Linked DNA regions of Mus musculus: regions 2, 3, 4, 5 and 6 are each linked to region 1. A link is a contact called in public HiChIP or PLAC-seq and promoter capture Hi-C data. All regions are on one chromosome and are shown on one strand. Each heading gives the region's core, a stretch centred on a gene start, on an enhancer-like site or on the middle of the called end of the contact. The rest is flanking DNA. Distances are from core to core; before and after follow the strand shown.

Region 1 (4,576 bases), core at 1,293-3,792:
TGGGGAATGTGGCAATCTGACATTCATAGATGCCTTCGTCTTCTACACTTAAGTTCGAGATGGCCAGAGATGCGTTCCTCAGATCCTGTTGGGCAGCCAAGAATTTCACCCTCTCTGGCTCTTTGATGTTGGGCCCCTTCTTGGGGTGGAAGACAGCCACAAGAGCGTGGGATCCACCTGAATCCTTCTTCATCCAGGTTATTTGAGTGATAGTCACATTCTCATTAGAAGTCAGACTACAGTGCAAGGTGGTCGACCCTCCCAAGACGCCTGTCGAATTGTAGGGCACCAGCACACGTATATCCCCACCTGGGAAACCAGAGGTGTTAATTAATCCATTTAAATTAATTTATTTTAAAGATGTATTAATTTTTAGTTTATGTGTGTTAGTGTTTGCTAGCATGTATGTATGGATGTATGTATTAAAATAAGTTTAAATCCATTTTTCCTTTCGGCCCCTTCCCATCAATAACAACTCTGAGACTAGTTATTTATTATTAAATACCCAGGTCATAAGCTTTGGCTCATTCCCTGAGTAGCTCGTAATTTATTTAACCCACTTAGACTATTCTATGTCTACCATGTGGTAGGTTGCTCTCCTTCAGTGCTGGCCTGCTTCTTCCTCAGAGTCTCCTCAGTGTCTCCCTGATGTTTTACATCTGCATCCCACCCCCCTCCATTTCTCCTTTATCTCTTACTATTTCCCAGAATCCTCTCGTCCTGTCAGTGTCCCACCCCCTATTTCCTGCCCCAGCTCATTGGCCACTGGTTTTTTTATTGACAGGTGATGTTTATAAGAGATTTTTCTCTATAGGTGTTTGCACTACGGTGCCCATAGAAGCCAAAAGGGAGGGATGAAATTCCTCTGAATTTGAGATACAGAGGACTGTGAATCACCATGTGGGTGCTGAGAACCAAACCCAGGTCTTCTACAAGAGTAGCCAGTGCTCTCTCCAGCCCCTTATCTTACTTTAATAATAACAATGTTATCGTTATATCTAAATATTTATACATTATAATATAATTCAGCATACTATATTTAAATATTATTAATGTAATTAAATGTTTATATTACAAAATCTATTATAATGCACAATGATAATTTTGCCTTGTAATAATCATATAGTATTTATAATTCATTATTATTATTATTGTTATTATTATTATTATTAGTAGTAGTAGAGACACTAAACATCACCTCAGTACATTCACCAGGCTGGTCTGGAACTCAGAGATCTGCTTGCCTCTGCCTCCTAAATTCTGCGATTAAGGGTGAGCACCATCACACTGGGCTTCAGGTACCACTTACATATGCAGAAATGGAGGCATAGAAGAATTTGCTAGGGGGATCACGCAGGCATAAGACGACAAGATACGGTGGGGTTTGAATCCGAGCCATTCAATAGTCACTCTGCTAGGCCCTATGTGAGACTCTCTCCTTTAGCCCAATACACAGTAGGCCCTCAACATTAGGGAATACAGTATCAGGCATTTCTGAATACTTGAGAAGTCTGATAATGACTTCAGAGTGAAGTTCTGGGAACCCAGGACCCGTCATGGTGACCCTAGGGTACCCCTGTACGGGGCTCCACCTGTCTCTGCCTCCCCTATTGGGGTTAAAGGCATGAGCCACCACCTCCCTGTTTTGGTTTGGTTTGGTTTGGTTTTTTGGTTCCAGTCACTCTGAGCTCACTCTGAGCGCCCAGCCTGACTTGCTGCTGGTCAACCACTGAAACAATGGGAATAGCACAGGGCTCCGAATTAGGTTGTGTGAGGACCAAGGGTCTATCCTCAGCACCCTGTGTGCTCAGGGGTAGACTCCTGTGCTACAATTCCCCAGTGAGGCTTCAGTCTCCAACTCAGCGAAAGGAAAATGAACTAATAAATCAACTCTGAGTCAGTCACGATTAACTTGCTGGAGAGAGTGTGGCCACTAGGGTTAAGGTTCCTGGCATGAGTCACCCAGACTTTTTCTCAGTGTACGAGTCATTTATTTTACAATAATAAAACATCTTTTGCGCGCGTGCGTGCGTGTGTGTGCGCGCGCGCGCGCGTGTGTGTGTGTGTGTGTGCGCGTGCGCAAGCGTGCGCGAAGTGGAGCAAATCCGGTTCTCATTCCCGAGTCTAGGCTACGTTGGAACTCAAGGCAACCCTCCTACCTCATCCTCCCCTGTACTCCGGTGGCCGGTGTGAGTCACCACGCCCTATTTTCTGGAATCTCTGCTCCAGAATCCAGACCTAGGACTTTGGGCCGGGAAGAAGGGATCGGGTGGCCTGGGAGGGCCTCTCGAGGTGCGCACAGGCCGGGGCGCGGGGCGCGGGGCGCGGGGCGCGGGGCGCGGGGCTACTTACCCGCTTTCCGGAGTGCATAGCAGAACAGCAGCAGCAGCCATGACAGCGGGGAGCGGGTGGCTCGGGCGAGTTGAGCCATGTGGTTCCGGTCCGATCCAGCTCTTTGTAGTCCAGTTAGTAACGGCCAAGCGCCTTATCTCTCCGAAACCCTGAAGTCAAGTGCTGGAATCTCAGCTAAGCGGGTGCCGCCTAGGGACGGCCCATTGAGGGCGGTCCCCTGCTGGGCAGGCGCACACAGCCAAGCACGTCTGCCGGGCTGGTTGATGAGTGAACGACCCTGACGATTAGTGTTCTGTAAACCTGTCATCCCAGCACCTGAGTCGGGTGGGGAGGATGGAGGCAAGAGGATCATCAGAATTGAAAGCGGGTTTAAGGCCAGCCTGGGCCACGTGAGATCATCCCGGATTTTTTTTTTAATTAAAAATAATGGGGGGCAGGGGGCTAGGCTTCAAATGTCTTTAATCACAGCACTTTGGAAGGCAGGCAGATCTGTGAGTTCTGTGTCAGCCGGGTCCACCGTAGACAAATCCAGCCTCGTCTGAGTTACACAGTGAAACTGTTTAAAAAAAGAAATAAGGTCTCATGAAGCACATTCTAGGTCAGTGGTTCTCAATCTTCCCAGTGCGCGATACTTTTTTTCTTTGTTTGTTTTTGTTTCTGTGTGTTTGTTTTCGAGACAGGGTTTTACTGTCCTGGAACTCACTTTGTAGACAAGGCTGGCCTCGAACTCAGAAATCAGCCTGCCTCTGCCTCCCAAGTGCTGGGATTAAAGGCGTGTGCCACCATGCCCGGATTCTTTAATACAGTTCTTCATGCTGTGGTGACCCCTAATCATAAAATCATTTTCATTGCTACTTATAACTGTAATTTTGCTACTGTTATGAATCATAATGTGAATATGGGACATGTAAATATCATAATGTAAATATGACATGTGGGATATCTGATATGGTTCCCCAAAGGGGTTGAAGCTCGCAGGTTGAGAACGATTGTTCTAGACTACCCTTGAACTCCTGATCTTCCTCCCAACACCTTGGAATGCAGCAATGCCGGGCCTGTGCTCCCCAACCTTCACCTCCTCCCCCCCCAGTTCCTGCTCTCGGTTAATTCTGAATGGGAATCTGAGGGGCAAGTCTTCTGGAAATCTCTGGAGTTTCTTGAGTCCTGTGGCATTTCCACACTGAGAGCCTGTAACCATTCTGTTCCTTCTCTGACCATGCTGTCATGACTGTGGGCTTCCCCTTCTCCCAGATCTCCCCATTGCTGTGGTATAAACTGGCAGGTCACTAAACCACCTCCCACACACACCCGAAAAGGGAAAAAGTTCTGTGCCCTTCTCTCTCCCTCCCTGTTTCTGCCCTGTGAATACAGCGTCTCTAGTCCTTTCCCATAACACACACACACACACACACACACACACACACACACACACACACACACACAGAGCTTGTTAGCTTCCTGAAGTGAAAGAAAACAAACGGTGGAAAAGTCGGATTCCTGGGGAAGCTGACACCAACCTTTACATTTTTCTTATTAACTTTTTTTTTTTTTTGCTGTTCTTTAATGTCTGTTTTCAATTTTGATAGATTCTAAACTGCTATGTATGTATGTGTGTATGTATGTATGTGTATGCCTGGATGTGTATGTATGAGTTAGTGTATTTATGTAGTGTGTGTTTCTAGTATAAGTGTGCATGTGTGTGTGTATGTAGTATGTGTGTGAGTGTGCTTATGTATGTAGTGTGTATATGAGTGTGCACATATATGAAGTGTGTGTGCTTGAATATATGTGTTTGTACTGTGTGTGTATGTATGTATGTATGTATGTATGTATGTAGTATGCATGAGTGTATGCACGTGTAGTGTATATGAAGTGTATGTGAGGGTGCATGAGTGTGCCTATGTATGTAGTGTTTGCCTGATGTGTATGTGTGCAGTGTGTATGTGTGTGTGAATGAAGTTTCTGTGTATGAATGCATGCACGTGTGTAGTGTGAGTGTGCACATGATGCCTATGCATGCCTTGATACCTGTGTGAAGGTCAGGGGACAATCCTCAGGAGTCGATTCTTGCCGCTACAATGTGGGCTCTGAGAATCTGTCTCAAGTTATGAAGCCTGTAAGCAAAATGCCTGAGGCGCGGTGAAGCCCCTGCTTTCCTAATTCACAGTGTTACTTTCTAAATGAGGAATCCCAACATTTCCTTCTTTAGACACTCTTCCAGTGA
Region 2 (4,576 bases), core at 911-3,410, 920 kb before region 1:
GCACACACTTGAAGGTTGCAACAAACAGAGTTTATCTAGGTCTGTTAAGAGCAGTTCAATAAAGTAATTGGGTAGTTAACTCAGGCAAGGACAGAGACGGGGCAGAACGAAAAATAGGCTTTTACAGCCTTAAAGAGCCTATCAAGGGATCATGGCTCATACTTGCCATTCCTGTACTAGGGAGGCTTGCTGTGAGTTCAAGGCTAACCTGTGCTTCAGAGACCTATCGTTAGAAAAAGGAAAAATAAATAAAGCCAGGCATGGTTAATGTATTTTTGAAATCTCAGCCCCCAGGAGGTTAAGGAAGGAGGACCCAGAGCTCAGGCCAGCCAGCCTGGACCACCTAGTGAGGCCCAGTTTCAAAATTAAAAATACAGGCTGGTAGTACATCTCAGCACTAGAGCACTTAGCATAAGGCCCTGGATTCCATCCCAGTACCACGTATAAGCAGGAGAAAGTAAATAAACAGTAGTACAGGAAACCTATGGTTGTGAACATAGTATCTCCCAGGAAACGATAAAAATAGGCAATTTGTTTAAGGGAGAAGTGTTAAAACAGTAATGCAGGTGGTAGTTAAATTGTAACGCTGAAATAGAAAGCCAGGGCTGCTGTGACTACTCTGGGGTGGGGGTGAGAAAACCACCAAGCCTCCACTAAGTGCAAACCTGGAAGAACGCAAAGAAGACACTGGGGGGGGGGGGGGGAATTGAGACCACCAGCGGGGATCCAGGCCAAGTGAGGGGAAAGGGCTGATGTGAGCTAGGTCCTGGAGACATATGTCGCTTCTCCTAGCTCCCCCCACCCCCCCAAAAAAGCTAAAAACATGGGGTGCCCACAGCCGATTGGGCCCACCAGGCCATTAAGCACTTGGAGGTTTGGGGTTGCCCTTCCCAGCAATCTCCTCTTGGCTTCCTCATTCCAAATATAAGAGTAATAAGAGCCCCCTAACCTGGGGGGTGGGGGTGGAGGGAGAGGGCGAAATTCCCTGCTAGCAAGGGGGGGGGGCAAGAATCGGGAAGGCCTTCCCCCCCCAAGCTTCCAAGCAGAGGAAGTACGTCAGTGCGTCCATCTCGCAGAGCATTTTGGGAATTGTAGTGAAATTGGAGGTGTACCGAGAAGCCAACTCTGTAACCCTTTAGAGACCAAATACGTGCACAGCTGGAGCAGAATTGGCAGGCTCAGAGAACGTTCTTTAGCAGATGAGGAAACTAAGGCAGCCGCCTGGCTCGGAAGCCTACAGTCTTATCATCCTGTAGCCTCTGGGCCGCCCTTGAGGCTAGTACCTAAGACACTGGGAAGGACAAACTGCCAAGTAGACACTACTCTCCAAGAGTTGCCTGAAACCATCCCCTTGAAACCGTCCAATCAGAGCCTCTCCGCCCCAATTCCCCCAAAGCTGCTGCCTTTCTAACCGGTTATTGGCCCTTCTTGAAGGGGCGGGATTCTAAGAGAGGGCAAGACTCTTCTAGAACTGCTCAGCAAATCAGAGCAGAAACTGCTTTCCGGCTTCTGGGTATGGTGTCGGGACTGTAAACCCACAAGGAGGCTGAAGCAGGGAGATTGCAGCAAGTTTGAGGCCAGCCTAGACTACATAGGCTAGCCTTCTAGGCCAACCTGAGCTAAAGAATAAATCTAAGTCTTAAGAAAGAAAGAGGGGGGGCTGGTGAGATGGCTCAGTGGGTAAGAGCACCCGACTGCTCTTCCGAAGGTCAGGAGTTCAAATCCCAGCAACCACATGGTGGCTCACAACCATCCGTAACGAGATCTGACTCCCTCTTCTGGAGTGTCTGAGGACAGCTGCAGTGTACTTACATATAATAAATAAATAAATAAATAAATCTAAAAAAAAAAAAAAAAGATTGTTTAAAAAAAAAAAAAAGAAAGAAAGAGGGGGCGGGGAAAGGGGGGAAATTGCATCCACAGCAACTTGGCCACCCGAGCATTTATGAAACCATTACCCACTCCATGGACCCTGTGTGCGAACCCCAGCTTCCTGGCGAGGCACAGTGAAAATTAAGCACCCAGACCAGCGCGCGCCCTCTTTTCCCGCCACTGCTTTCTACCCAGTCCCCTTTAAGAAGCAGCCCCGACGGGACTACATTTCCCAGAAGGCTTTGCCCGCGCGTTATGTAACTTTCCCTGCGAAGCGGCCTCTGGGGCAGAAGAAGGAGGTGGAGGCGACGGCGGCCGTTGCAGCGGCGTCGGCGGCGCGAGCGGAGCGGCGGGAGCCTGGGGCGGCGGCGCCCGAGGCCCATCGAGGAGCTGGAGCTGTGCATCGCGGCTCACGGCGCGGACCGGACGGGGGCGCCGACGTGCGTGCTCGTGGCTTGCCTTTTCCACCGGAGGCGGGAGTGAGAGAGAGAGGAAAAAAAAGGCTGAGGGCCCAGGGGGCGGGGAAGGGGGGCCGGGCCTGAATCCGGCGGGGAGGCCGAGCCCGAGGCCGGATTGAGCGGCTCGCGCGCCCGTCCCGGGGCACGGCGGAGCGAACGTGGGCGGCGGGTGCACAGCAGGGGCACCTGGCGGCGTTCCGGGGGGCGCCATGGCGTCCGTGCAAGCGTCCCGCCGCCAGTGGTGCTACCTGTGCGACCTGCCCAAGATGCCGTGGGCCATGGTGTGGGACTTCAGCGAGGCTGTGTGCCGCGGGTGCGTGAATTTCGAGGGCGCGGACCGCATCGAGCTGCTCATCGACGCCGCCCGCCAGCTCAAGCGCAGCCACGTGCTCCCCGAGGGCCGCTCGCCCGGACCCCCGGCTCTCAAGCACCCGACTTCCAAGGACCTAGCCTCCACGGGCTCCCAGGGCTCCCAGTTGCCACCCCCGCAGGCCCAGGCGCAGCCATCGGGGACCGGCGGTAGCGTCTCAGGCCCGGACCGCTATGACAGGGCTACTTCATCCAGCCGCCTGGCGCTGCCTTCGCCGGCTTTGGAGTACACCCTGGGGTCCCGCTTGGCCAACGGGCTGGGCCGCGAGGAGGCCGTGGCGGAAGGGGCACGCAGGGCTTTGCTTGGCTCCATCCCCAGCTTGATGCCCCCCGGGCTGCTGGCAGCTGCAGTGTCTGGCCTTGGAGGCCGAGCTCTGACGCTGGCACCTGGCTTAAGCCCCGCTCGTCCACTTTTCGGCTCCGATTTCGAGAAGGAGAAGCAGCAGAGGAATGCGGACTGCTTGGCAGAACTGAACGAGGCCATGCGGGGCCGGGCGGAGGAGTGGCATGGGCGTCCCAAGGCTGTAAGGGAACAGCTACTGGCTCTGTCCGCCTGTGCCCCTTTCAATGTTCGATTCAAGAAGGACCACGGGCTGGTGGGACGGGTGTTCGCCTTTGATGCCACTGCCCGCCCTCCGGGCTATGAGTTCGAGCTGAAGCTCTTCACCGAATACCCCTGTGGTTCTGGCAATGTTTACGCGGGGGTCCTTGCAGTGGCTCGCCAGATGTTTCATGATGCTCTTCGAGAGCCAGGGAAGGCCCTGGCCTCATCGGGCTTCAAGTACCTCGAGTATGAACGGCGCCATGGTTCAGGGGAATGGCGCCAGTTAGGAGAGCTGCTTACGGATGGGGTCCGCAGCTTCCGAGAGCCTGCTCCTGCGGAGGCCCTGCCCCAGCAGTACCCAGAACCGGCCCCTGCTGCTCTGTGTGGCCCACCTCCAAGAGCCCCATCCCGAAACCTGGCGCCCACTCCACGCCGTCGCAAAGCATCCCCTGAGCCCGAGGGCGAGACAGCTGGGAAGATGACCACGGAGGAGCAGCAACAGCGGCACTGGGTGGCGCCAGGCGGTCCATACTCTTCAGAGACCCCTGGTGTGCCCTCACCTATTGCTGCCCTCAAGAATGTGGCCGAGGCTCTGGGCCACTCACCCAAGGACCCTGGTGGGGGTGGAGGCTCTGTCCGCGCAGGGGGTGCTAGCCCCGCGGCTTCCTCCACAACCCAACCACCGGCCCAGCATCGTTTGGTGGCACGCAATGGAGAGGCAGAAGTCAGCCCCACTGCCGGGGCTGAAGCTGTCAGCGGGGGTGGTAGCGGCACAGGGGCGACCCCTGGAGCCCCCTTGTGCTGTACCCTGTGCAGAGAAAGGCTGGAAGACACCCACTTCGTGCAGTGTCCCTCGGTACCCGGACACAAGTTCTGCTTTCCTTGCTCCCGAGAGTTTATCAAGGCACAGGGCCCAGCCGGAGAGGTGTACTGCCCCAGTGGAGACAAATGTCCACTGGTGGGTTCCTCTGTCCCCTGGGCCTTCATGCAGGGCGAGATCGCTACTATTCTTGCTGGTGACATCAAGGTCAAGAAAGAAAGAGACCCCTAGGCTGCCACTGCCAGGCTTCTTTCCCCTCCCCCTTAACCATCACCGCATCTGCGGATAAATTATTCCCTACCGCACCCAACCCTGTACCACCCTAACCTATGTATATACCCTTTCCTCTGCCCAGATGGGTCCCCTGGGGTAGATACATTGTGGGTGGGGGGAGAGAGCTTGTGGCTCCTGTCAGAGAGGGTGTTTGGGGTTCCTGGGCCCCTCCTTTCTTTTTCCTTTCTTGGCTTGGCTTTCCTGCTGTTGGTAGTTGGGTGAGAGGTACCCCGCGTGTCC
Region 3 (4,576 bases), core at 1,216-3,715, 840 kb before region 1:
ACAGAATGGGGGGAACCACAGCTAACGTCTTTAGAGCCTCTGCTGGCCCATATGGCTCATCCTTAGTACTTCACACTCAAGGCAGAACCTGTGTTTATAGGAAATCTGAAGTGTAGATGGTGAAACTTTATTCAGGTCTAGGGATGTGATTGAGCTGGGGGCCCACTTCTGGCCTGCCTCTTAGACACTGTTTCTGAGCCAGCTGCTGAAGGCCTGGATGGGAATTAGCCAGGGTCCAGGCCTGCACTTCCTCTTGCTGCTGTGTGGTCCTGGTCATTGGGTCTCACAGATGGGCTGTGCAGTGGCTGTGCTCTTAGTTGGTGAGGTGCAGGCCTGTCACCTGGTCAGGCTTGAGCATGTGGTCTCAGTGTCTAGGACCCTACTCTGCCCTCAGTCCTTCAGTCCCTTGCTTTGGAAGGCTAGAGTCCAGAAGCCTTAGAACGTCAGGCAGTTGCAGAGCCACTGCCAGGCTAGTAGGGCTGCGGGAGTTGACTGAGTTCTCACAGACACCCCTCTGTCTCCCTAGTTCACAGACGAGGAGACCGAGGCCCAGGCAGGGCAAGCAAGTTGGCCCAGGTCACCCAGCAAGTCAGTTGTAGAGGTAGGACAACCCCTGAAGCTGCAAGTGGACCCCAGTTTCTTTTCTCTCCACTGTCGTCCCCTGTATGCCCAGGACACCTGGGGCCACATTACTGTGGAAGTGCTACTCTGGGTCAGTGGAGACGGCCGAGCTGTTTGTTCCTAGCTAGGACAGCAGCTTTAGGCCTGGGGGGCAGATCCCAGCTGGGGCAGCAGCTCCAAGGCCTTTGGGTGGCTCCTTCTCCGGGTTCTGGCAGAAGCCCAGGTGCTGTCTAATCCACCTTTCTCCTCTTGTTCTCCCCAGGGCATCTCCTCCCAACCAGGCAGCTCCCCCAGTGGCACTGTGGTGTGAAATGTGGATGTCCCATGTTCCCGGCCTCCTAGCCATAACCCTCCCCGCTGACCTCAAGAATCACTGTATTAACAAGACTAATCATGATGGAAGGACTGCTCCAAGCCCCACGCTGCACACATACTGGGGGTCCCCTAGGTTGGCCCAGCCATGGGGATGTAGTGTCCTGTGTGGCCTTGGCCCTGTCCTCCACCCACTGCCAAGTACAATGACCTGTTCTCTGAAACATCAGTGTTAACCATATCCCTGTCCCAGCATGTGACTGTTCACTCCTGGGAGAGACTTAGCCCACAGTACCCCTGGGTGAGAGGGCAGGGCAGGGGCCATCCCCACTCCTGCCCAAACTCCACCCCTTGCTATGGTCTGTGATTTTGAAAGTGTTAAATTATGGAAGCCCTGAGGGCCCTCCTTGTTCCCCTGGACCTCTTATTTATACTAAAGTCCTTGTTTGCACAGTGTTTCTGTTCCCTGGGGCAGGGTAGGGTGGGGGTTGCAGTACTTGGCCTCCAAGCTGTGCTCTGACCAAAGGAAGCCCAATCTTAGCTGTTTCCCCATCCCTAGCCCCGAGCAGAGAGCCCTCTGAAAGATGAGTCTCGACCCCCAAAGTCAAGAGGCTGAGATGGCCTTCCTACTAGGTCCTTGGAGATGTTTGAAACTTGTTTTAAACACCAGGACTATCCAAGCATGCTCTCCTTGGGGAGAGGAGGATGCTGGAATTGACTGCACTCCCTGCCTCCTCTGAACATGCCTTTGCAGTCTGCTGCCCCTGGCCCATTTATGACTGGCCATCTAGTGCCAGCTGGAGGTCATGATTTCCTCCCCAGAGAACTGGCCACCCTAGAAAGAAGCTAACTTGTCGCCTGGCTTGCTGTCCAGGCAGCTCCGCCCTCAACCCCTAAAATGTTTCTGTCTCTAATCCTAGCCCAGGCAGGAATGTGGCTGCCCCGGCCTGTGGCCAAGGAGCTATTTTGGGGTTCTCTTTTGCTTAAGGAGGGCCTGGATCCACCACTTGCCTCCCCCAGGCTGGGGCCAGCAGGTCACCCCTGGCCCTGGCGGCTGAGCAAACTCTCTCCTGATCTTCCTTCTACCTCCTGCCAAAAAATGGGGGGGCGGGTAATACAGCAGGCACAGGGGCTAAATTTAACTGTCCCAAAGTCGGAATCCATTGCTGAGTCACGAAGAAGCTGCCCCTGGCCTTTGCCCCCCCCACTACCCCCTCACCCCCTGTTGCCCAGGCATCAGCCCTTTCCCCCAACCCCTCCCAGCTCTGAGTCTATAGACTGGCTCTCCTGGGCACTGACACCTCCCACCTGTAACTCCCTGTGCTCTCTTTATGGGTGGGTAGAGTCAATGGGGGGGGGCAACCCTGGAGTATTACTCTGTCCCCTGACATTGGGCTCTGAAGAGTTTTGAGGGGCCCTGGAAGAAGGGAGTTGGGGTGTTGGCTCAGGAGGGGTTAAAAACTGGGAGGCGGGAGGGGGGCTGGGCCAAGGGGTGGAGAAAAGAGGAGGAGGCCTTAAGCATAGAACTGGCCAGAGAGACCCAAGGGATAGTCAGGGACGGGCAGACATGCAGCTAGGGTTCTGGGGCCTGGACAGGGGCAGCCAGGCCCTGTGACGGGAAGACCCCGAGCTCCGGCCCGGGGAGGGGCCATGGTGTTGCCTGCCCAACATGTCAGCCGAAGTGCGGCTGAGGCAGCTCCAGCAGCTGGTGCTGGACCCAGGCTTCCTGGGACTGGAGCCCCTGCTCGACCTTCTCCTGGGCGTCCACCAGGAGCTGGGTGCCTCTCACCTAGCCCAGGACAAGTATGTGGCCGACTTCTTGCAGTGGGGTGAGTATGGATAGGAAGCCTGGGGTTGGGTGCAAGGCAGAGGTGGGTCTACAGGGCAAGAATGGGCTATGGAGGGGCAGGAGGGCCTGGAAAGGGCTTTTTGTAAGGGAGCCAAGCAGAGCTCATGACCTGACCCCAAGCTCCCCTGGTGAGGCACCAGGGTCAGTGAGGCCACCTATGACTCAGCCAGTGCAGGCTGGGGTGGGCATAGCCTCCTGCTATCTCAGCACCCACACTAGGACCTGGCAGCTTTCTCTTTTAGGACCCTTGGCTCCTCAAACTGGCTTCATAGCCCTCCCCAGTTTCCCAGAGTGTGGGGAGGGACAGCGTGGGGCAGCTGCCAGGGTGTGGCCCATAGGCAGGTGTTTGGCGTCTGCCTCCCCAGCTGCCCTGACAGGTGTCCAGGAGCTATGAGGGCACTGTGACTCACAGAGGCCCTGGGGGAGAACCAGCCCGGCAGACAGGCGCCACCGAGCACCCTTTCTGTTCCCCAAATTAAGAGGAAGGAACAACTTCAGCTTCTGAGTGTGCCCATCCCTAGCACTCTGATCCCGCCCAGCCTTTGTGGGCCAGATTGGTCATCCCTCCTGGCTTCTCATCTGCTTTTGTGGTTCTAGCTCAAGACCTCTAATTCCTCTGCTGACTTAAATGCCCTTCCCCAGAGGTCTTCTCAGGCCTAGTGGACAAGCTTGGAGCCTTATCTGCTCCTGCCCAACATTGAGCCAAAGCTCCAGCTTACCCCAGCTTCCTTACAAGTAACGACCTGTTTTGTTGCTCTGTGCCTATTATTAAGGGTCCAGGTCTTGATTCTTGGCTGTCTGCCCATGTGTGTGACCCTAGTGCATTCTCCCCTCCTCCCCCGTTTCACAGATGGAAAGGTTGAGGCCATCGGTTAGACTGCTAAGCCTGTGAAAGACTTTTTCTCCTCTCCAGTCTTTAGTGTCTCCCTCAACCTTTCTTTTGAAGGATGGGGTTTGGGCTGGCAGGGTAAACTGAGAACTGGGGTGGGGGCAGGGGGTCTGACCCTCTGGGAAGGAGCAGTCCTTTTGTGGCCTGAGCAGCATCCTGTGGGCCCCTCCCCTGCCAGGCCTGGGCGGGGGAGGGGGCCTGGGTTCCCGCTGCCTTAAAAGGGCTCAACGCCTTGGCTCTCTCCTCCTCCCCACCCCCCAGCCTTGGCCCTAGCTGTATCTTCCCCGGCTGCCCACTTTCCCAAACCCCTTTCTTCTCTGTGACCCCATCTCCCCGCTTCCCCACACGTCCCTCCTCCATCCTTACTCCCCGGCCTTAGAACTTCCCTAAGGGAGATCTGACCTCCCTCTGCCCACCCCGCACCCCCAGTCGCCAGCCTCAGACCTAGCTGCTCTCCCCTCTGGCTGAACCACCCTAGCACAGGACCTTATACCCTGGAGCTTTGGTTATAAGAAGACTCTCCTTCACCCTTTGGAAACCAAGAAAGCCCTTCCAACAGTGTCCAGGATGCTGGAGGGCAGTGACCCTCCCCCACTTCTTCTTCGTGCTGGCTGTGCTGACACAGCTCCAGTTCGAGGTTGTGGCCCGAGACATTAAGTGAGAGCCCCGGGTGACCTGACTTAGCACCCTGATCATCACATGGGAGTGAAAGGCCTGATGCGCCAGCTTCTCCCACTGCCTCCCTTTCTGCCCTGCAACCCTGTGGAAACAGGCAGTTCTGGGTCCCACAAACATCACAGAGGTTTTGAAAGCAGAATCCTAAAGCCGATTTAAGGGGCAGAAGGAAGGAGGCTATAAAGTCACTACCCTTACCGCTAGTGTTCTGATGACCCTTGGTTCTTCTT
Region 4 (4,576 bases), core at 1,386-3,885, 640 kb before region 1:
TCCGAGTCGCTCCAGCAGGCGGACAAAGGCCGCCATCCTCCGGCCAGGAGATCAGGAAGGTTCCCTCATTGTCCCCGCCTTCCCTAATCTCTTTTCTGTGAGACTTTAAACCAAGTAAATCTCTTTCCTATCCCTTGACCTGGCCTGAAGTCGGGTCACTAAGAGATATATATATCTCTTAGTGTAGAAGAAATATATTGTAATGTATATGTAAAATATATGTAAAGAAAAAAATATACATATATAATATTTCTTTTCTTTCCCCACACTTTCTGGGTCAGGGGCTGATTGAGCTTGGCGAATAAAAGCAAGTTATTTGCAATCTATTTTACAGGTATAACACATTATTTAAAAGTTTATTACACTCATTTAATGCGTGTGGAGATCGGAGGGCAATTTGTGAGAGTCAGTTTTCCTATTCTACCTTGTGTGTCCTGGGGCTCGAACTCAGATCAGGTTTGGTAGCAATTGCCTTTACCCACTGAGCTCTATCTTAGGTCACGCACACACTATTTTACATGGATAATAATAGTAATACTGTTGTTGTTGTTTTTGTTGTTATCGGTTTTTGAGACATTGTCTCACTATGTAGCCTTGGTTGGCTAGGAAATCTCTATGTAAACCAGGCTCTCAAACTCAGAGATCTGCCTATCCACCCTAACTGGCTTTTTTTCTTATAGGTTATTTTTAAATTTATTTATTTTATGTGTATGGGTGTTCCGCCTTCATGCATATGTACCATATGTGTGCTTGGAGGTCAGAAAACGGTGTCAGATCTCCTGGGACTCAGCTCAGTGGCAGAGACTTCAACTCTAGAACCCACGTCTTGGACTAAAGGACCTCCTCTGACCGTAGACTGCCTAAACCAAAGCTCTACACCTATGTGGGCTGAGCGCCACCTCCCAAGCCCTTTTGTTTGGTTGTGGTTTGTTTGAGACAGATCCTCATGTAGCCCAGGCTGGACTCAAACACTATTGTATCCAAGGCTGGCCTAGAACTCCTTGATTTTCCTGCTTCTGCCTTTTGGGTGTTTTCTGATCAAAGATGGCCTCCAAGCCAGACATGGTATTACAGGCCTGTAATCCCAGCACTTGGGGTGGGAGAAAGAGGATCAGGAGTTGAAAGCCATTTTAGGCTGCATAAAGCCCTGTCTTAAATACAAAACAAAGCAACAACAACAAAAACCAACTTAACTATAATAACAATAGCTTAAAAATCAAAGCTGTCCTATCTCCTGCTCACGGTCATTTTACCAACCTCACACGCTGCCTTTCCAGACCACATCTGTAGCTCAGATCCCATCTATTACATCATTCTATGCTGTTGCCTCAACCCCACCCATGTCTAAGCTCCTCTCTGAGCCTTAAAAGTTTTGAGTGCTTTGGGTTGGGCAAGGAGGCTCAATGGAGTAAAAGCCCTTTGCCTGGTGACCTGAATTCCATCCCCCAAACCCACATGGTAGAAAGAGGGAATTCTGGGACCTGGTGCTGGCCACAACTGCCCATAAGAGGTGTTGATGATATGGCAGAGGCAGGATAGAATAGGAGTTTTGTCTCACTTGTTTATCGGTATCCCGCTGGGGCCTACGTACCTGTCTTACCACACATGCTCTATAGACGACTATTGAAAGGATGAATGAACGGAAACTTCCCAAAGCTCCTACTCTGAAGAGTAAGCTTGCTGGGTATGAACGTGTGACTGGAGCAGAGTGACCTGCTTATATGCTCCACAGGATACACACACACACACACACACACACACACACACACACACACACACACAAATAATTGTAAAACTAAATGTTAGGGCTGGAGAGATGGCCCTGAGTTCAATTCCCAGAAATCACATGGTGGCTCACAACCATATACAATGAGAGGATCTGGCGCCCTCTTCTGGCATACAGGCATATATACAGGCAGAACACTGTACATAATAAACAAACAAACAAATCTTTAAAGAAAATAAGTTGGGGAGGGGTGGATAGACAGCTCAGTGGTTAAGAGCACTGTCTGCTCTTCCAGAGGTCTAGAGTTCAATTCCCAGCAACCACATGGTGGCTCACAACCATCTGTACTGGGATCTGATGCCCTCTTCTGGTGTGTCTGAAGACAGCTACAGTGTACTCACATACATAAAATAAATAAACAAACCTTTTTTTAAAAAAGAAAAAAACGAGTTTTGTTTATTTGTTTTGAGACAGGGTTTCTGGCTGTCCTGGAACTCGCTCTGTAAACCAGGCTGGCCTTGAACTCACAGAGATCTGTCTGCCTCTGCCTCCCAAGCGCCGGTAAAGGTGTACACCACCATAGCCTGGCAGAAAATAAGTTTTAAGTTTTAGTTCTTTTCCCCACCCCCTTTTTCCACGCCATCTCCAAGTCTAGCCTCAGACTCTACCCCAGAACATCATATCCCACCCTCTCTCAGTGCCATCTCTAAAACTGCCCCAACACCCTTACATCGGAGTATGCATATTCTGGGCACTCTCTCCCGCGCTGCACACCGCTCAAGCCCCGCCCCATTCCTAAAGGCCCCGCTCTCCGAAACCCAGACGCCTCCCATTAAAACGGAGGTCCCTCCCTCCAGGTCCTCAAGCCCCGCCTTCAATTCTAGGCCCCGCCCCAGGCCCCCGCGCTGCAGTGCTTGCTCCTCTGCGGCCCCGCCCTCCCCCGCGGAGTGGAGCAGAGGGCGGCGGCGGTGGCGGCGGTGGCGGCGGCGGCTGCTAAAGCAGCCCGGGAGGATGGCGGCGGCGTCGTCGACGCGGCGGAGATGAGCGCCCGTGGCCCCAGGCCCAGGGCGGCGCGGCCGGAGTGGGCGGGGGTCCCGATGCAGGCCCGAGGGGGGCCATGGGGCAGGTCCTGCCGGTCTTCGCCCACTGCAGTGAGTATGGAGAGGCTCCGGCCTGGTGTGGGGCACAGAAAACCGCGTGGGGTCCTCCTAGGGTCTCCATCTTCCGCGAGCGGGCTCGAGGGAGAGCCGGGAAGCCGGGAAGGAGACAAAGGAATCCTTCCCCTCCCCCCCGCGCTTTGGAGGCAACTGGGGCATCCTGACCCGGAGGACCCGGTGCAATGGGGTGGAGGGGGGGTCATCGAGATCGCGTGTTGGGGGTGCGCGCTGGGCGCTGGATTGGGTCGCCCCGCCCAGTGTGAGAAGGAGCAAGCTCGTGGGGAGCTGTCCCCGGCCCTGGTGCTGGCCTCAGCTGACGGGTTGAGTCAGGATGAAATAGAAGGATCCGACTCCCCTCGGCACACATTTTGCATCTCACCCTCATGATCTGCCCAGAAGGCACTCCCAATATCACCCTGGGTGTCCGACCCCTGTCCTAAGAAAACAGTCATCCCTGGCTTCGTTCCAAGTCTGAGTCTTTAGCGGGCTTTTCCACTCAGTAGTAACCCTGCAGAAGATCACACTCCTCTTCAGGCCTCTGGTTGCCCAGGTGAGGAAATGAGACGGAGGTGCGGGGTAGGGTTTCCATTTTCGAAGGCTGTCGAGGCTCTCTTGTGTGAAGAGCCCCTAAGCTAGCTCCAGGGGCTGGCTTCCTGGTTCCAAGCCCCTTGTGTCATCCTGCTCCACTCTGAGACATCGGCTCTGGCAGTCGGTGTTTACCCGTGCGTCCCACACAGGGTAGTTCTGACAGCTGGGGATGCCGACGCTAGCAGATCTAGCCACTTGCACGTCTTGGGTATCCAGATGCCCAAGTTCTGAGAATGTGCCACTCGGACATTTTTAGTTTCATTCCCCTCCTCCTAGCGCCCAAAGATCTCGTCTTCAGCTGAAATCACCAGGGGGAGACCCTGCAGGCCTGTCCCCAGCCAGCCCCACCTCTCTTGTCCTTATCTATAATCTGCCCCCTTCCTCCATTCACACCTTCACACCCCTCTGTTCCTGTCCCAATCACAGTGCCTACCTCAAAAACTTTGTACTGACCTTCCCCTCTGTCTGGAAGGCAGAACCCGAGGCATCTGAGGTCTGATGCCATCAGAAAAGCTTTGGGGACTATTCTGTGTCAAGAGGAACTCCATCCCCCTTACCTTGTTTGACTTGATGTTTTTTTGTTTTTGGTTTTTTGTTTTTGTTTTTGTTTTTGGTTTTTTCGAGACAGGGTTTCTCTGTATATCCCTGGCTGTCTTGGAGCTCACTTTGTAGACCAGGCTGGCCTCGAACTCAGAAATCCGCCTGCCTCTGCCTCCCGAGTGCTGGGATTAAAGGCGCGCGCCACCACGCCCAGCTTGACTTGATGTTTTATGGACTCTTCCACAAAGTATAACTTTATGAGGTCAGGAGTTTTGTCTAATTTGCTCATAATGTAACCCCTCTGGGACCTAGAACAGTGCCTGCCACATAACCTGTGCTCAGTGAATGAATGGTTGGATGGATGGCTGGCTGGCTGGCTGGCTGGCTGGACTGAAACTTCCCAAGGCACCTACTTGAAAGACGTTGAGATAAAGCTTCCTGTAGTCCAGGTTGGCTGGGATTAGGATTGTGTGTACTGTATATGTAGCAATCTGAAGTTAACCTTGAGATCCTGATCCTCCTATCTCCGCCGATCTCCCACATTGGGTCTACAAGCGTGCACCAA
Region 5 (4,576 bases), core at 626-3,125, 560 kb before region 1:
GACCCTCCCGGATGCCCTTCGTCTCCACCAGTTCAAGCTCCACTCACTGCAGGCCTGGGTACCCGCCATTCCAGCTCCGGAGGGGCCCACGCAGGACCTGCGCGGAACGCTGCCCACCACGTGGATCCAAGGGGTGGAGCCGCACCCGGAAGCATCCAAGTCCTGTAGGAGAGCTGGGCCGTGGCTCGGCGCTGTCACTATTTGCAGAACCCGGATAACCTCCACTCTTAAATTTCACACAGCATAGGATTAAATAATTTCTCGACGATGCCCTGCAGGGGGAAATCAGTTCCCTGTTCGTCAGAAACGCAAGCTAGCTCGGATCTAGGGTGCCTGTTCCCCCGACAACTTTGCTCACGTGGTTTCTTCCAACACCGTCTTAAAGGGGCAGTGACTCGCCTAGGCCACGGCTTTTAAAGAGACAGAAGATCTATTTGCAGCATTCTTGCAAAAGCTAGGTAAGAATTCTGGTTGTCACGATTGTACTTTTAAAGCTAGAGTGTATCTTCGGAAGTCCCTGGTGCAGCGAACGTGGAAGATTTAACTGAACCAGGTCGGAAAATAGAGAAAAGTGTACGAACGGAGCATTTTAATAGCAATCAGAGGCGGAGCTTCTGAAGTCTAGGGGAAGCGGGAAACTGAGGGGGAGGAGTCTGCAGAGTCATGGGAGGAGCCTCGGACCCCAGAGCCCCAGAGCCTGGCTTGAAACGGGGTGAGGGTTAGTGTCAGGGAAGACTTGTAGATGTCCTCGTGGACTTAGTGTCCGGAATGGGAAGTATTCCTCACGGTTCCGAGGCAGGTAGAGGTGCAGCTGGTCGGTCCCTGTCTGCTCCGCGGCCCAAGTAAACAGCGGCGCGTGCACGTGGGATTTGGGGGACGTGCCCACGCCCCCTCCCAGCAGGACTGCAGCGCATGGGGTGGCGGGTGGAGCCGCGGGACGGTGGCGAGACAGGGAGACTCGACTGCATTCCTGGCCGGTGTGTCAGCGTCGCTGCCCGCCCCTTCTGCGGAGATTTTGGAGACTCCTCCAGCATTGGGATGCTCCCCCCTTCTTCTGAGGCTTTTGAGAACAGAGGTCACCAAGGCTACGAAGGAGTGTTCCCTCCGCCAGGAATCTCCAGACTATGTGTCCACCCTCGCGCGTGGGCGAGAAACTCTGGGGCTCGCCCTTTGTGGGCTTCAAAACTCCAATTCCCAGATAACTCGAAGGTGGCTGGCGATGGACGTCGGTCAGGAGTCTGCTGGGGATTGTAGTTCAGCTTGTTGCTAGGCACGCCAGTAAATCGCCAATGCTGTGATGTTTTGTTTTGTTTTTTTGAGACAGGGTCTCTTTATGTAGTCCAGGCTGGCTCGGAATTCGCTGTGTAGATCAGGATGGCCTTGAACTTTCAGAGGTGCGCCTGTCTCTGCTTCTTAAGTACTAGGATTAGAGGCCCCTTATTTTTATTTTTTGTTTTATTTAGACAGATAACCCGGGGCTTGGAGTCCTGATTAAGGTGGGTCCTTTTCTCGCCATAGTATTGGTCGTGTGAATTTCTCCGCGCCTCCCATCTCCTCCTTAAGTGTCCAAATCTTCACTCAGGCAAGGGGACACTGAGCCTGGAGGAGTGGGAAAGGGCTCAGGGGTTCTTCCCTTGTACCCATAGTGAGGTGAGGGTCTAAATTCTTGTGCATTTCGCCGTCCAGGACGTCCATGATCTTCTGGACCTAGCTCTGGCTGACTGTCAAATGGATCGCGTCTGACTCCAAATGGAAGTGTCCCTGGCGGCGCCTCGCCCATTCGGGACTACAAATCCCAAGGTGCTCCAGGCAACCGCAGTTCCCCCTCCTCCGAGGGACACGCCTCCCTCCAGTCAGAGTCACGTCGTCTAACCTGTTCCCAGGCGACTGCCCCGCCCCGTCCTCCGCTCCCCGCCGCTGGAGCCGGAGCCGGAGCCCGAGGAAAAGCCCCCCGGTGCCAGGATCTGCCCCGACGCGTGAGTTCCACCCCCACCCAGGGTCCAGCCACCCCAGAACCGGATACCGCGTTCCTGGGAAGACTTATTGGAAACTCGGACCTTAAGTCCAGGGGAATAGTGTGGGGAGCTCACGCCTGGATCCCTGGAAAGAAGGAACTGGGGTGCCGACTTTACTGGGCAGATGGATAGGGGGTTTGGACATCTGCTCTTAGTGGTGCTCGGAGCCCTTGGTCCTGGGGAGTTATTGGAGCTGGAATTTTTTGAATACTTTAATTGGGGACCCTTGGAAGTGTCTTAGGGTGCTGTTGAGGTCCCGGGTCTCTGTATTTGGGGCAGATGTGGGAGATCAGGACGTTCTAGAATGGTCCGGCGCCCGGTCACCCTCCAGCTGCCTTCAGCACCGAACCACTAGGTGTTTGAGTAAAATTAGTGGCACTGGACTAGTGGATCCTGGTCTTCGAAAAGAGTGGGACAAGCACGAGGGGCGTGGGTTTCTCAGGAGGCTGTGTGCGCTACACCCCACCTTCTGGTTTTGGGATGGGGGCAGGGAGTGAGAAGCCGGGGCAGCTCTCCAACCTCTTCTGTGCCGCTGAGCGAACCCCAACATGTCATTAGCTGGGGCGTCAGACCTGCCTAACCAGAGGAGTCACATTCGCCCAGGAGCGCCCCCTAGCGGAAGCGGGAGTCAGACCTCTTATTGCCCCCACGGGATGGGAAATAGGTGGTGTTTGGTAAAGTCATTCTAGAGCCCAGGGCAGAATAACAGGACTGCAGGGCTGGATCTGGTAGGCTTCTGTGGCCGTGTACTGCTGCGTTATGCGTTACAGAGAATGGAAGTGGTAAACAGGCTGGCGGGCCATACAGGCAGTTGAATTGGACGTCTCCTTCGCTCTTGTGACAGCTGTCTGTGTGTGGAAGGAATTCCTTCACTGCCACCAGCTTTTCTAATTAACCTTCTTCCTCCTGGGGTGGGGCTCCTTGTGACCCAGAGGTGAGGCATGTTGCCTCCACTTCCATCTGTCTGACCTGAGGTATTATGGGAGATAAGGGAGGGAGGGAGGCTAATTCTGGAGGTGTCTGTCTGTCCTTGAGCCAGGGAGAGGGCAGGGGCAGGCACGCACCTCCCACTGTCTCTCCACCTCTGAGCCCTTATGTAGGGGGATTACGAAGCTGGTGGGGGAGAAGGGTCTGAAGAGGGAGGGTGTTTGCGAATGCCTGGGCTGGAGTGACAGCCTGAAATGAAGCTAAGGAACAATAGCCACAGCTGCCAGCACAGGCTGTGTGTGTCCTGCCAGGCTCAGGTCAGGATGGGTCTCTCTGTCCACACAGGCATTTGGCAATCACCCAAAGGTAGAAACAGCGAGTTCCACCTTCAGTGGAGTTCGTTGACCCCCGAGAGGATGCCTCCCTAGCAATGGGGAAACTGAGGCTGGTCCTGGGAACTTTCCAGTTTCTGTCTGGAACCTTCCAGGGCCTCTCATCCTGCCGTAGCCCTACATTCCTGGGGATAGTCACTGTTGCTCTCTGGTGGGAGAATTAGGGTCCTGTGGTCTAGAGGCTCAGGCGGTTGAGACCACTGGCAACAGAACGCACAGCTCTTAGAAGCGCAGAAGGAAGGGGTTGATGTGTGGCTCAGCCAGTAGAGTGCTCACCTAGCGTGCAGGAAGCCCAGGTTCAATCTCCAACACTGCATAAAAAAGACTGTTAGGGTACATAGCACTGGGAAGGTGGAGGCAGGTGGAATGAGAGTTTAAGTATAGCAGAGAGAGAGAGAAAGAGAGTGAGAGAGAGAGAGAGAGACAAGATAAGCTCAGTGGTGGCAGTAGCCCATGCCTTTAATCCCAGCACTCAGGAGGGAGTTCCAGACAAGCCAGGGAGATATAAACCAACCGACCAAGAACTCTCACAAAAAAATTATACACTGGGTTTTCATCCCTCCCTCTGAACCTGCCCGCGTGTGATCGATCGATCGATCGATCGATCAATACCCCAGGCCTCAGGGACTGAACTCAGGCCTTTTGCTAGCTACACAAGCACTGAACTGCTGGGAGCTAAAATTCAGCTCTTGTTCTTCTAAGGCAGTGTCACTTATGTAGCCCAGGGTGGCTTCGAACTAGAGACCCTACTGCCTCAGTGTCCCATGTGCTGGGATTGCAGACACTCATGTGTGTCGCCCTGAAGAACCTTGGAGGAGGGTTGGTAGAGTTAACAGTCCAGGATGCTTGACATTCGGTCCTTAAATTGCACTGTTGTAAGTACTGCATATTTTAGGTCCTCCAATGCCCACACCTCATCTAGGTGAAGGCCTTAATCCCCCCCGACGGCACATGGAAGGAAACAGGGACTGAGAAGCTACGCCAGGAGCTAGCTCAAAGCTTAGCTAGGAGAAGTCCCATGTGCATGCATTCCACCGACTTAAAAATCAAGTCTGACCCGGCTGGAGCAAAGGATTGCACTCTGGGTGTTCCCAGCCCATCTCAACACCCTGACCTGGATCCCACTGACTCCTCCAGGAAGCCCAAACGGGATCCTTCACCTCTGGGAACCGGGCTGGAGGGCAGAGGAGGCCGGACGAGGAGACCAAGGGTGGAGCACAGATGGCAGCCAGATGAAGGGAG
Region 6 (4,576 bases), core at 1,019-3,518, 520 kb before region 1:
GTGGAGGCATGTGAGGTGCTCCTTCAGCAGTCTAGCCCAGAAAGAGACCCAACCTCAAACTCAGATATACAGTTTCTACTTTGTGAGTATCATTTTCAAAGGCTTTAAAGTCAAAATCTTAACTCAGATGGTCTTATTGGGTACCGCCAGGTTATGACTCAACCTCTGGAGGGGCATAGTGGCCCACACCTTTAAGCCCAGCATTCAGGAGGCAGAGGCAGGAGGAGTTCCATGAGTCCAAGGCCAGCCTGATCTACAGAGTGAACTCTGTCTAAAAATAAAATAAAATAAAATAAAATAAAATAAAATAAAATTTCAGGAGCAGGACCGGATCGAGCAGGAATGGGAAAAAACATTTTGGGGCTGGAGAGATGGCTCAGCAGTTAAGAGCACTGACTGCCCTTCCAGAGGTCCTGAGTTCAATTCCCAGCAACCACATAGTGGCTCACAACCACCTGGAATGAGATCTAATACCCTTTTCTGGAGTGTCTGAAGACAGCTACAGTTTATTTACATATAATAAATCTTTGAAGAAAGAAATAACATTTCAACTTCTCCCCAGATGTGGAGTCTCACACCTGTAATCCCAATACAGAAATGGGAGGATCAGGTGTTCAGGTCACTTCATCTCTACAAACAAAACCAAAATACCATACCATATACGAGGCACGTGAGTAAGATCACCGGTGAGCGCGTGTAGAACCTGGGTAGGCTCAACCTCACACACCCTGTAAGTAGTCAGTCTCACACAAGCTCAGGGTGAGCCATCCTGACTCTGCCCCAGTGTGGCCAGGATCACCACCGCCCTCCCCACCGCACAATCTCAGACCCAAGGGGCCATGCTCCATATGCAGCTTCCCACAGCTCAGCCGCAGCCATCTGCCACTCGAGCTGTCCCCGGCACTCACAGGAGCCCCAAGAGAGCTTCACTAGTCCACAGCAGGCTTGCCCCACACTCACGTGTGTGCACGTATACACACACACACACCTAAGTAAACCTCAGCTTGCAGACACAGTCACCCACATACCCACACACAGCCAACAGTTAGTCAGTGACAGTCACATATCACTGACACAATTCCACACACTCCACCCCCACTGCCACGCAACACCTAGATCCAACCCCATTCCCTGCCACACATGGCCATCTGTGTGAATCAACCACAAGTATACAGTTGACCCAGTATCTCAGTCACACATGCTCAGTGCTATGCACAGTCCGCATGTAACACACACACACACACACACACAGGAGACAGACAAGATCATCCACATTCACTCTGTCCCCATCACTGAGTAACATGGTAGCTCATTTCTTTTACACTCTTACCCACAATGTGACTCTTTCTTACTTTTAAAATATATATAATTTTATATATACATATGTATGTGTATATATATGTTGATACAGATTTTCTCTAATATATATACATATGTATGAATATGTATACATTGACACAGAATTTCTCTGTGTAGCCCTGGCTGTCTTCAGAGATCCGCCTGTCTCTGCCTCCCGAGTGCTGGGATTATAGGTGTGCATCATGATGCCTGGTCCCTAGTCAACTTTTTTCCCTTTATGTACTTATTGTGTGTGCAGAGGCACATGGATTGCCAAGAGAACAACTTGCAACTTAAGGGAGGAGTCCTTTCTCTCCTCCCACCTTTCGGATCCTGTGGATCAAACTTGAGAAATAGACAGTTTGGCATCAACACCTTTACTCTCCTTGCTGGCCCACGTTCCTTTTCTTTTTCTCCCTCCCTTTGGCATCTGTACCCACATCCGCCCTCCTTCTGTCTCTCTCCCTTGAGTACGAAGCCCAGGCTCGCTCGCCTCCAACTCCGCTCCTCCCGCCTCAGTTTCCACAGTGCGCCCTGCCTTACTCTCCCTCTCTTTGCACACCTCGCGCAGGCTCCCTTACCATGCATGTCTTGCACCCTCAGGCTGCAGCGGGGGACCCTCCGACAGCCGGCCAGCCCCTCCCCGCGGCCGCGGAGACCCTGCACCGGACTTCGCGTCACAAGGCCCCGCCCCGCCCGCAGCTGTTTTTCTACTCCGCTAGGGGCCGGGCGGGGCTCCGCGGGGACCCCGAGGCTCATCCCGGCCACCAGGTCCCTGGCTCCCTCCCTCCATCCCTGCGGCCCCCTCGGGAATCCCGAAGCAGCCGCCGCCGTCCCCCGTGCCCACCTGACGGCCGCCCGCCCGAGCCGCCTCGCTGCGCGGAGACCGGGCTGCTCCCGCTGCGCGGCCGCCGCCTTCCCGGAGGCTCCTGAGGGAGGTGGGGCAGGGCAAAGCCACGCCCCCGCAGGTGCGCAGGCCGCGCCCTCCGCCAGCACACATTGAGAAACCTGTGGTCTAGAGGCGGGGCGGGGCCGATGGAGGCAACGCACGCCCCCGCAGGCGCCCAGGCCACGCCCTCTGCCGCAGCATTCGGTGAAACCTGCGTTCCGAGAACTTCTGAAAACTTTATCTGGGGGCCTTCGAGAAGGCTCAGACAGTAAGGGTGCATGCTGCCAATCCTGAGGAGCTGAGTTCGATCCCTGAGACCTTCAGGGTGGACAGAGACGGACTCCCACATGTTGTTTTCTGACTTCTACATGTGTCCAGTCATACATACACAAATATGGAATAAACAGATGGCTCATCAGGTAAGAGTGCTGGCTGCTTTTGCAGAGGACCCAGGTTCGATTTCCAGAACCCACATGTCGGCTCAAAATCATCTGTAATTCCAGTTCCAGGGAGATCCAGCACTTTCTTCCAGGGCCTCCACAGACACACATAAAATAAAGATAAAAATCTCCAAAAAATATTGTTTTAATAATTACAACCTGAAGACCTTGCACAACTATTCCTGGCTGAGAAGATGGTAAGGGCGCTAGCTGCCAAGCTTGACAGCCTGAGTTTCATCTCCAAGAACCATGAAAACTGACTCCTGGGAATTATTCCGGAGTTGGTCAAGGAGAGCCTGGATGGATTCACATGCATGGATGGAACGTGGGCACCCACACACGTGCATTTGTGTATACATACGGACACATAAGTAAGAGGGGTTTTCTTTATTTTAAAGATTTATATTACTGTGCATTGGTGTTCTGCCTGTAGATCTGGGTGAGGGCATCAGATCCTCTGGAACTGGAGTTACAGACAATTGTGAGCCACCATGTGGGTGCTGGGAATTGAACTTGGGTCTTCTGGAAGACCTGAATTGATTAACATGAGCTAACAGTAGTGTGTGCACTGCTGGGAGTGGTACCCAGAGCCCTGTGAATACAAGGAAAAAGCATCTACTATTTAGCTCTCCCTGCCATATATATATTTATAGATATAGATATAGATGTGTGTGTGTGTGTTGATTTTATTAATTCTCTCTGCCCTCCTTTTCTGAGGCAGGGTCTCACTTAATTCTGAAAATACAGCCACTGTACCCTAGTTACCTTTATTTTATTGAGGGGGGATAGAGTCTCCCTATAAAGCTCAGCTGGGCTCAAACTTACAGTCCTGCCTCAGCCTCCTGAATAGCTCCCATGCTGCAGTATCTAAGAATCTCTTAATGTAGGCTCCTGGGTCTTTAATATTCTACAACGCGTGCCCTGTGTCTCTCTGGTCGTCTTCAAGGTCAAGACTGTAGAGTGGCATGATGCAGATGCGCAAAAAGTATTTACAGGATGAACGAAGCAAATTCTAGAAGTTATGAAAGGTCCCTGCAGTGCACGAAACCGCCACCAGATGGCACTGCGGGTCCACGGAGCCGCCTCGGTGTGCTCGCCCTCCAGAGCCTAGATGTCCTCCTCCAGGAAGCTCTCAGTGGCCACTTCTGTGACACCACCCCCGCCCCCCTTCCCAGCCCCAGGCTCGCAGCCTCGTGGCCTCGGGTGTCGTCATCCCTGCACACTCCAGGTCGCCACACTAGAGACAGGTGCCCGCCAAATTGAACTGTGAGTGCATGGCAGCGTCCTGGAACCTGAGTATGAGTTGAAGCCTAGACATAAATCGTGTTGTAACGGTTCTAGTTATTTCTAGAATAAAGAGGAATGGAGAGGGCAGCTAAGTTCTGTGCCACCGCTCTGGTCTTAGGACACTAACAACAGATCTGCTGCACGTTCATCATGAAGCAGACAGGGGCTGGTCAGGTGCAGATCCCAGCTCTGTCATTTGCTGGCTGTGTGCTGTCCTCCGGTTCCTTCTGTACAGAACCAGATTCAGGGAACCTACTTCCGGAGATCGTTGTCCGCAGTTCCTCCAAAGGTTTTTGGGTGGGTGAGACGGCTCAGCATCTAAAGGCTCTCGCTGCCAAGCCTGAAAACTTGAGTTCAAGTCCTGCGGCCATCTGGTGGAAGGAGTGGCCTTACTAAGCACTTCCTCCGCTGTGGCCTGTGTCCTGCAGAAGGAGAATGGCTCCGCAGGCGCCGGTGAGAACCAGATACGCTGGAGAGTCCCCAACCCCCATCTCTTTGGCCCCATAGGTTCATACTTAACCTGCCGTCTTCTTCCTCATGTGACAGGAGAAACAGATTAGGAGCAAACCTCTAGGAAGGCAGCCGTTGTTCCAGCACACTGTACACCCCAAAGCAGGGCTGG

What was found. Promoter capture Hi-C pulls out the DNA fragments that hold promoters and counts their contacts. HiChIP or PLAC-seq counts read pairs in DNA pulled down with a chosen protein or histone mark.
Region 2: a contact with region 1 is called in a promoter capture Hi-C map of liver, with 4 times the contacts expected there. The contact joins the promoter of Irf2bp1 here to the promoter of Pvr in region 1. A contact is called at or near these places in 5 of 39 promoter capture datasets (the C10 cell line, hippocampal neurons, liver and 1 more) and 1 of 9 other capture datasets (liver).
Region 3: a promoter capture Hi-C map of the SN4741 cell line shows a contact between it and region 1, with 4 times the contacts expected there. The contact joins the promoter of Dmpk here to the promoter of Pvr in region 1. A contact is called at or near these places in 4 of 39 promoter capture datasets (the SN4741 cell line, cranial neural crest and liver), 1 of 115 datasets of contacts at active chromatin or transcription factors (pancreatic cancer cells) and 1 of 9 other capture datasets (liver).
Region 4: a contact with region 1 is called in a promoter capture Hi-C map of pre-B cells, with 3 times the contacts expected there. The contact joins the promoter of Rtn2 here to the promoter of Pvr in region 1. A contact is called at or near these places in 2 of 39 promoter capture datasets (cranial neural crest and pre-B cells).
Region 5: a contact with region 1 is called in an HNF4G HiChIP or PLAC-seq map of pancreatic cancer cells. The contact joins the promoter of Ppp1r13l here to the promoter of Pvr in region 1. A contact is called at or near these places in 2 of 115 datasets of contacts at active chromatin or transcription factors (bone marrow-derived macrophages and pancreatic cancer cells).
Region 6: a promoter capture Hi-C map of pre-B cells shows a contact between it and region 1. The contact joins the promoter of Klc3 here to the promoter of Pvr in region 1. A contact is called at or near these places in 2 of 39 promoter capture datasets (cranial neural crest and pre-B cells) and 1 of 484 Hi-C or Micro-C datasets (embryonic stem cells).

What each region holds. Positions count from the first base shown.
Region 1 is chr7:19,918,601-19,923,176 of GRCm38.p6, forward strand. Pvr (poliovirus receptor) reads right to left here and starts at 2,543. Exons shown (of 8, transcript NM_027514.2): 1 at 2,353-2,543; 2 at 1-309. The coding sequence starts at 2,431.
Region 2 is chr7:19,001,898-19,006,473 of GRCm38.p6, forward strand. It overlaps Irf2bp1 (interferon regulatory factor 2 binding protein 1), which reads left to right and starts at 2,161. Exons shown (of 1, transcript NM_178757.4): 1 at 2,161-4,576. The coding sequence starts at 2,540. The coding sequence ends at 4,294.
Region 3 is chr7:19,081,393-19,085,968 of GRCm38.p6, forward strand. It overlaps Dmpk (dystrophia myotonica-protein kinase), which reads left to right and starts at 2,466. Exons shown (of 15, transcript NM_001379257.1): 1 at 2,466-2,762. The coding sequence starts at 2,603. Dmwd (dystrophia myotonica-containing WD repeat motif) reads left to right here. Exons shown (of 5, transcript NM_010058.2): 4 at 527-601; 5 at 884-1,383. The coding sequence ends at 931.
Region 4 is chr7:19,279,989-19,284,564 of GRCm38.p6, forward strand. Rtn2 (reticulon 2 (Z-band associated protein)) reads left to right here and starts at 2,636. Exons shown (of 10, transcript NM_013648.6): 1 at 2,636-2,877. The coding sequence starts at 2,844. Ppm1n (protein phosphatase, Mg2+/Mn2+ dependent, 1N (putative)) reads right to left here and starts at 61. Exons shown (of 5, transcript NM_177691.3): 1 at 1-61. The coding sequence starts at 36.
Region 5 is chr7:19,359,341-19,363,916 of GRCm38.p6, forward strand. Ppp1r13l (protein phosphatase 1, regulatory subunit 13 like) reads left to right here and starts at 1,876. Exons shown (of 13, transcript NM_001010836.3): 1 at 1,876-1,976. It overlaps Cd3eap (CD3E antigen, epsilon polypeptide associated protein), which reads right to left and starts at 143. Exons shown (of 3, transcript NM_145822.2): 1 at 48-143. The coding sequence starts at 69.
Region 6 is chr7:19,401,836-19,406,411 of GRCm38.p6, forward strand. It overlaps Klc3 (kinesin light chain 3), which reads right to left and starts at 2,269. Exons shown (of 13, transcript NM_001286039.1): 1 at 2,186-2,269. It overlaps Gm38954 (a long non-coding RNA gene), which reads left to right and starts at 3,854. Exons shown (of 3, transcript XR_881873.2): 1 at 3,854-3,933.